Linked DNA regions of Hordeum vulgare: region 2 is linked to region 1. Evidence: chromatin contacts called from public Hi-C data. All regions are on one chromosome and are shown on one strand. The core of a region is the stretch at or near the end of the contact, and the rest is flanking DNA. Distances in the headings are between cores, read along the strand shown.

The links. Hi-C and Micro-C count contacts between places; a contact is called where the count stands out from the background.
Region 2: a Hi-C map of leaf shows a contact between it and region 1, with 4 times the contacts expected there. The contact joins the promoter of LOC123443290 here to the enhancer-like site in region 1. A contact is called at or near these places in 3 of 6 Hi-C or Micro-C datasets (leaf and seedling) and 1 of 1 datasets of contacts at active chromatin or transcription factors (embryo).

What each region holds. Positions count from the first base shown.
Region 1 is chr3H:144,791,179-144,795,108 of MorexV3_pseudomolecules_assembly, reverse strand. No RefSeq gene overlaps it. Among protein-coding and RNA genes, the nearest start is that of LOC123439692, 150 kb to the right of the region's middle. Within about 2 kb of position 2,043, at least 2 of the 3 cell types and tissues checked have open chromatin away from gene starts, as enhancers often do. A contact at or near this core is called in leaf, where this site is marked.
Region 2 is chr3H:145,017,827-145,021,756 of MorexV3_pseudomolecules_assembly, reverse strand. It overlaps LOC123443290 (probable protein ABIL3), which reads right to left and starts at 2,180. Exons shown (of 9, transcript XM_045119626.1): 1 at 1,690-2,180; 2 at 800-882; 3 at 543-693; 4 at 241-340; 5 at 61-156. The coding sequence starts at 1,806.

The DNA of each region.
Region 1 (3,930 bases), core at 794-3,293:
CTTGATTCGGCAACATGGCATGATGATTCGGATCTGAACAGATGGATGAGTAACAGATGTAGTTTAGCTACCGCGGATAGAAGGAAAGCTACTCTCACAATACTGCATTTGGTCCTGTGGGAAATTTGGCGCGAGAGGAACCGGCGTCTTTTCAACAATCTAGAAAAGCCAAGGGTTGTTTTCATTACCAAGGTGTATGATGAAATTCAGCACTGGAATATGGCAGGAGCAGGCATCCCATTTGATCCTGGCTGAGCGGAGAGTGCTTGGCACTTGTTGGTGTTTTTTCCTTTTTCTCTCCTTTTTCCTCTGCTCCTTTTCTTTCGTCCTTTTTGGCTATTTTTGCTCGGCTTTCTTGTCGACTCATGCATGTCTGTCTTAGACTAGTCCTGTATGTGCTCCTGTTTGTGTCATTCCCTTTGATCATTTAATTCGGTAATCCATTACCGACATTCGAAAAAAAACCCGCTGATTCTAGCTCAAAGATCAAGCCGAAACTGAAGACTAGAGACGTCGTGTCCGGTTATGATATCATTGGCGAAGGTGAGACTATGACGAGATGCTCATGTGTGAGCCGACGATGCTAAATGTGGGTGTGGGGGCTTCATCGATGTCGGAAAAAGATAGAGCTTTAGAGGATGACCTGGGTTGTAGTGACCACCCATGGGTTGCCGGAGTCTGCAGCGAGAGTTAAGGACGCTCCGCGTGAATCGCTCTAGTTACTCGGCCAAGCCAAATTTCAGCCTGCCTTGTTTGATGAAGTTTTATCTTACTTTGGCTTGTTTTAATTTTCTCCTTTTTTTCTTCAGTTTTTTGTGCTTTTCCTTTCCTGGTCTGAGTTTTTCTCCTTTTTCTCTTTTCCCTTTCAGGCAATATGTAAGACTTCCTTAGAGTCAGGTAACCCTTTTTAAAGAAATTACATGAACAATTGTTTAGCATGTATGAACAATTACTCTCAAATATATGATTTTTTTCAAATACATTGTTTTTAACTTCGACATGGATGAACATTTTTATAAATATGAGTTGAACATCGGTATTTATACATACGAACATTTACATGCATGTACGTGAACATTTTGTATTTTCCAATGTACATTTATATTTCTCCATTACTAACTTGATTTTTCTGTTTATAAATTTATTAAATAAATGACTTTTATACATCTTATATAAAAATAAGTAAAAGAGCAGTACGAGTAAATATATTCAAGTGTCAGTCTCTTATACGACGCTATAGGCGGCATATAAGACCTCCCACCAGTTAAACACTATTTCTCGCTTATAGCAACTAATAGCAGTCCCTCTCGTACAGGGCCTCGAATGTTTGAATAGAATGCAAATTCTATTTTGTTGGCCGGGCCTCAAATGTTGGCCGGGTCTCGAATGTCGGCCAGTTAACGTGCATTTTGTTAACTAGCGCATGTGGCGTTCGTAAATGGGTCAGCCCATCTGGCCGCCATTTGATGTTTTTCTTTTCAAAATTGTATGACTTATTTGAATATTGATGATTTTTTTTGAAATTTCAGCCAATATTTTTTAAGATTAATCAACTTTTTTGAATATATTTTGAATTTTTTGAATATTGATGATTTTTTATAAATTTCAGCCAATATTTTTTAAGATTGATCAACTTTTTTGAATATCTTTGGATTTTTTTGAATTTTGATGAACATCTTTTTCAAAATGGATGAACGTTTTTTCAGTTCAATGAACTTTTTATAAAAATAAAAGAACTTGTTTTGAATTTTATAAACATTTTACAAATTTGTTAACTTTTTCAAAAGTTAACGAACTTTACCTAAACTGGATGAATTTTTTTCATTTTCAATGAACGTTTTTTCAAGTTGATGAACCTTTTTTAAATATATGATTTTTTTAAATGAATGAACCTTTTTTTTTCTTTAAATCTGTTAACCTTTTTTGATTTCAGAATTATACTTTCGAACAAAAAAATCAAAATAAAAACTGGAAAGGATTCTAACGGGCTGACCCATGCTAACAGTGTTGCAGGCATCGGATTGTCGCGCGTGCAGCGCTGCCTAGGAGCTCCCCGAATGTTGAGGCACATAGCTTAGCCGAAATTTGTCATTCCTTGGATCAGGGATGTCACCTTTGGTTTGACCAATCTCATGATTCATTTTGTACCTCTCTTATGGTCAACTTTGATCAATAAAGCATGGAGGGTACTCTAGAAAAAAAAATAGCAGCCGCTAGCCTACACCACTCTTCAACCTGGCTAATAGCAATTTCCTTCAGAGGGTTTCATCATCTTGTTTTCCTTTTTATGAAAAAATGTCGAACCCCCGGCTTCTTCATCAATCGATGCATGCAACTATCTTTATTAATTATTTAATAATATAATGTCTGTTTATTTAACCAAAATTTATCCAGTTTTAGCATTTTCCCTATAGGTTTTATTTTTTCATGTGACTTCTTCCTTTTTATTCATGTTTTATTTATTACTATTCCGTTTTCAGTTTCCTTTTATATCCTTCTTACTATTTTTTAGACAAATACATATATATACCTCAATAGCTAACCCTCATTAACCTATTTACCTTGACATGTAGGCATGCCGCCTCATTCTCCAAGATGCATGAATTTCATTTCTATTATGATATTTTTTAATAAGTATTTTACAACTATGCAATAATCAAGGCCAATAAAAACATATGTATTTTTGTTTTTGTTTTCATGTTACTCTAAATATGCATGTACCATACAACCAAATTTTATTAATATATATTGCAAAACATTCCAACAACAACGTGATGGGTTCATCTAAGGTTATTTAAAAGGCGTGAACAATAAAGAAATTGCCGACACAATTTCAAGAAAAAAAACATGAATACCGTTTTTAATGCATCATCATTTTTCATCACACAAATATCTTACGAAAATATGGAACATAATTTATTAATAATAATATCAGCTTGTCTAGAACCCTAGCACTTTTTATAATGTTACTTTAAAATGTTAGAACACTTTATTAAATGGATTAGAATTTCAAAAATAATAATCTATTTTAGTTTCATGACCATATTTCCTCAGTATATGGACATTTTCTCACACACATGTTCATTTTTTTTTCACATCCACTCTTTTGAATTTGTTATTCAAAACTAGTCAATAATTAAATTTCTTCAAAAACACGTATAAAGACAAAAAGAAATATTACCATGATTTTCTGTTAGTTTAAAGCAAATTAACACAACTTTTATCCGATGAACCAAGCACTACATAAAGAATTCAAAAGTTTTCTTTATGAGGAAGTATGTAAATTTTGAAGTTAAATACATCACGGATGCTTTTACTTGTGGGTTGCAATCAGTTTGGCGCGCAAACAGGCAAAATACACAAAAATAATGCTATAACTTGTTGCACGGAGCATATTCGGTGCCTCCATGTGTATGCCGATATATGTGCAGTCCCATGGCATGACAGCTGGCGGTTGGCCCACATGCCTGTGGCTGTGAGGGCCGCGTGCGCTGGATAGTATGGATGCAAGCCTTCTTCTAGAAAACCGTTTGAGATTTAATTAAATATCACAGAAAACCCCTTGCTCTGTAAGCTAATAAGTGAGGAAAAATATAGTGTGGCGTTGAACGGGTTACGAATCTGGGACACTCGGGTTAAATAAGATGCATGCTAGGCGGCCGGACGAACAATACTTTGTGTACAACTGTTAATTGGAAACCTTCCTTTTGAGGGAAACTTATATAGTCTCTGTCGCTTTGCGATCTCCATTCTGTTTTTCATTCAAGTTATTGTTTGGTTTCTATGATATTTAGATTTTTCCATATAAAAATACAATAATTATCAACATGAGATTATTTATTAGTTAATTTTTATTCAATTTTAACAATTATGTACTTCAAAAAGGTAAACATGAACTTCTTTTAAAGTTTATGGAGATTTAAGCAATTC
Region 2 (3,930 bases), core at 931-3,430, 230 kb before region 1:
CCATTAAAAAAATCAATGACACAGCAATCTCTCAGGAACTCAGAAATGCAGTGAACTTACCAGACTGAGACTTGCGCATTTTGCGACCCGTATGTTGCCTGCTGTACCGTGTGGGCTCTGAAACCGGATGAATAGCGGATTCCAATATATCTGCGCCTATACAACAGAACAACAATTATCTATACAGCAGAAGAAGGTTATTACGTAAAGCACTAGAAACAAAATAGGCCGTGAATTTGCCTGGTAATATGTAACGCCTGTGGTACTGTGGCGCCCTGATCAAAAGAGACTGTTGAGATCTTCCCTCCTGGTCAATTGCCTGCTGGCAAATCTTTACCCTCTACAACCATGTGAAATAATGTTGCCACAGTTAGGACTTGTGCGACATATTAACCAAGTTATCTGTGCAGAATGCCATAGACTCAAATGGGGGCACAGATGACAGCATTTACATTTGTTCAGTTATATGAAGTTAGAGAAGATAGATAGAAAGAGGATTTACAAAAAGAGCTTTCCCTTCATTCAGCATTCAATAACAATACCTGTTCAACCGACGATACTCGAAATTCTGTTTCATTAACCTCGTCGGCCTTTTCATTGACGAGATTATCCACCTTGTACGAAACAAAACCCAGATGGTCAACAGTGCTAACGAGTGCCTCAACTGCGTAGTCTTTTAAACTCGTTACCACCCTACAGAGGACAAGTGTAAATGAGATGCAAGATACGAGATAGCCTTCTGTTTAACCAGCATAGTAAACACGGAACCAAAGAATTTAAACAAAATAAAAGACCTTACGTAGATCTGTGCGAGTTGTTTGTGTAGAATACTTCAAAATATTCTGCCGCTGAGTATAGCTGCGACCGCAGATTCCTCAAGTCCTGCAAACAAACATAATTTAAGCTGAGCATAGAGGATACTATAAGATATGCCATATGGGAGGAACATCAATGATTAACTAAGGTGCAGCCATGTGGGGTTTCGTCGTTAACAAGGATCCTAATTTCATTAACTCGAATGGCGACAAATTTGACAAGCAATGACAACAGCATGCTAACGGTTGACATAAACAGACCAATAAGCGTGTCGGTATGCAACTAAGCTACAGTTGAAACTTCAAATGAGCAAAAGGCCACCGTGAGGCCCTACTACAAACTATGCATGACAGCCTCCTTGGGTGCTGCTTATTTGCTAACAGCCTCAGTACCGATGGCCATTCCACTGCAGCAAACCAGGCATTGTAAATTCATAATGCGCAGCGCTTTTGCTCAATTGGGGGGAAAGCAGAGGAAAGGCTGGGCCATTACAGAGTAGAGCACCCAATTATGTAAGCAATAGAAGATTAGACATGCAGCTACATGGTACGGGAAAAGAAGGACTTGGTAACATAATACTACCAGAAATTGTGGGCACACTAAGTTTGGAAAGGTCACAGCAGTGCCTCCCCTGTTAGCTTCTCTATCTCTACCAAAATGGGAACAAAATCTCGTGATTGACAGGGACATAGCGGGCCACAATCAAGCGCCGCGCCAGGATTGGACCCACCACCAGATTTTCCGGCAACTCAGCCGCACAATCGAGAAATGCAGCCTGATTTCCGCAAGAACATCGCCTAGATCCATGGGAGTGGAAGCATAAGATTGCGCCTCGGAGCCCTGTGGAGGGCGAGGCGCAGAGAAACGTAGTACCTTGAGGCTGTCCGAGAAGAGGAGGCCCTCTTGCGAGGACGGCATGTCGTCGCTGGTGGAGGCGGCGTCGAGGTTGTGGGACGAGACGGAGGATGGCGACATTGCGACTGCCTCCATGGCTGAAGCCGCGGCACCAGGCGCCCGCCCCCCACCAACCAGCCTAGCGGAAACTAGGCACTTCTCGCCAAGATCCTCCGGTAACGGGCGCACCAAACCCCTCCTCGGCGGACCAAAACCCCACGGGAACGCCGAGAAAAGCAAAGGGATGGCTTTTGAAGAAGAGGCGCCGCGTCGTCTCTTGGTGGTGGGGGTGGGAGGTGGGAGCCGGCTCACCTACACGGGAGTTGAGCTGCCAACGGCAAGATCTGGGTCGGGTCCTGGTGGGCTCGGAAGGCGCTAGTGATTGGTAGCGACATGAGAGAGGGGAGGGGCCAGGGTAGGGGGGGATAGATAGGGGTGAGGGGAAGAAGATGAGTGGGAAAAGAGGCGCTTTGGCTGCTAACTTTTGTGGGGGAGCGGAGCAATGAGGGCAAACTGCACAGGTTGTTGAGCGCCACACACGGACCATGGTTTTATCCTGGCCGTGTCACTGCAGTGAGGGCCATGCGTTTATCTTTCGGAGTTAATAATATGGAAAACGTTATTTTTTTAAGGAGAAACCATATACTATTTATATTCATAAAAATAGTAACATACAACATATATGACTTCTCTTTAAAACAGTTTCGAGAGATAGCACACAAGAAAATTTACATCATCATCATCAAAGAATCTAGGCGCCGACGACGCCGAAGCGTTCTCGGATGAGAGAAACATAGGTCTCCAACTTGCCAAGATCCAAGATAGCGCCATAGCAGCGAAGCTGCGTTATGAACCTCTGAACAAGCGTCGTCACAAGTGGCAACGCACATGTCGATGTGGATCGTCGGCCAAAGAAATACTTCACACATCTTGGATAGCGGTCTTAAAGGGCTCGACTGATAGAACCGTCAAAAAACTTCAAAACCGGCAACCATCTTCCACCGCCAAATCTTCATGTGGACTATCCCTTGGACAAGATCGGCGTTGCAACGGCGGCCAACTCCAATACACAAACTTCCCGCTTCACGGCGGCGCTGGAGATGCAGCCGACGTAACGCGGACGAAGCTGGTATGCATCTTGATCTTTCGGGATGTCGACTTGTTCCCAAGGCACTTTTAAATCATTGGTTTATGACCCATCAAACTCATCGTGGGCAATCATATTGTGCAAAATGACACAACATTTCATCAGTTGCCACAAAGTTTCTGATTCCCACACCATTGCAGCTCCACGAACAATTCCTCAACGAGTTTGAAGCACTCCAAATGCCCTTTCCACATCATTCCTAGCTGCTTCATGCATTATTGCAAAGTGGCTTGATTTGTTGCCTTGGGGATCAAATATTGTATTCACAAACGCCTCCCACTCAGGATATATATCATCCGCAAGGTAGTTGTGGCACCCCCTTTTGAAAACACTGGGTGTCCAATGTATTTAGCCGGGAGGCTGCATAGGCCAGCCCTGGATATCAACCTGGCGCATGTATTTACACTTCTTCAGTAACAATGTATGAGCCTAGTCGACAAAAGGGATGCTTTATTGATATATAAACTATACAACGACGACTAATGGCTTTCCTTTTATCAACATTGTGTTGAGATCGGAAAAGTCTTGTAGCCGGGGTGACTACCTCAGAGATGACTGACACGTCTCCGATGATCTCATCTGAAGCCCTTTTGGCATGGTTCCCACACTAAAAATTCCTATAACTACATAAACCCCCCAAAAGAAACCTAGAAATTTTACTCCGCTGTCGCAAGCCTCTATTCTGAAGTGATCTCATCCAAAGCCCTTTTACAGCGCCCCGTCAAAGGGGCAAATCTTCACCGAATACCATCTTCATCATCTCGGCGGTCTAGATGACGAGGAGGGAGTAGTTCACCCCGAGGCTGAGGGTATGTACCAGTAGCTATGTGTTTGATCTCTCTCTCTCTCTCTCTCTCTCTCTCTCTCTCTCTCTCTCTCTCTCTCTCTCTCTCTCGTGATCTTGATAGGGCACAACCTTGATGTATCATGAGCTTTGTTAATGTAGTGGAACCATATGGGGTTCTTCCCATTTTTGTGATGAATTGAGTCTCTCCCTTTGAGTTTCATTATTATCGAATTGAATATTATGGATTTGAGATTACTTGAGGTATGTCTTGCACGTGAATACCCGT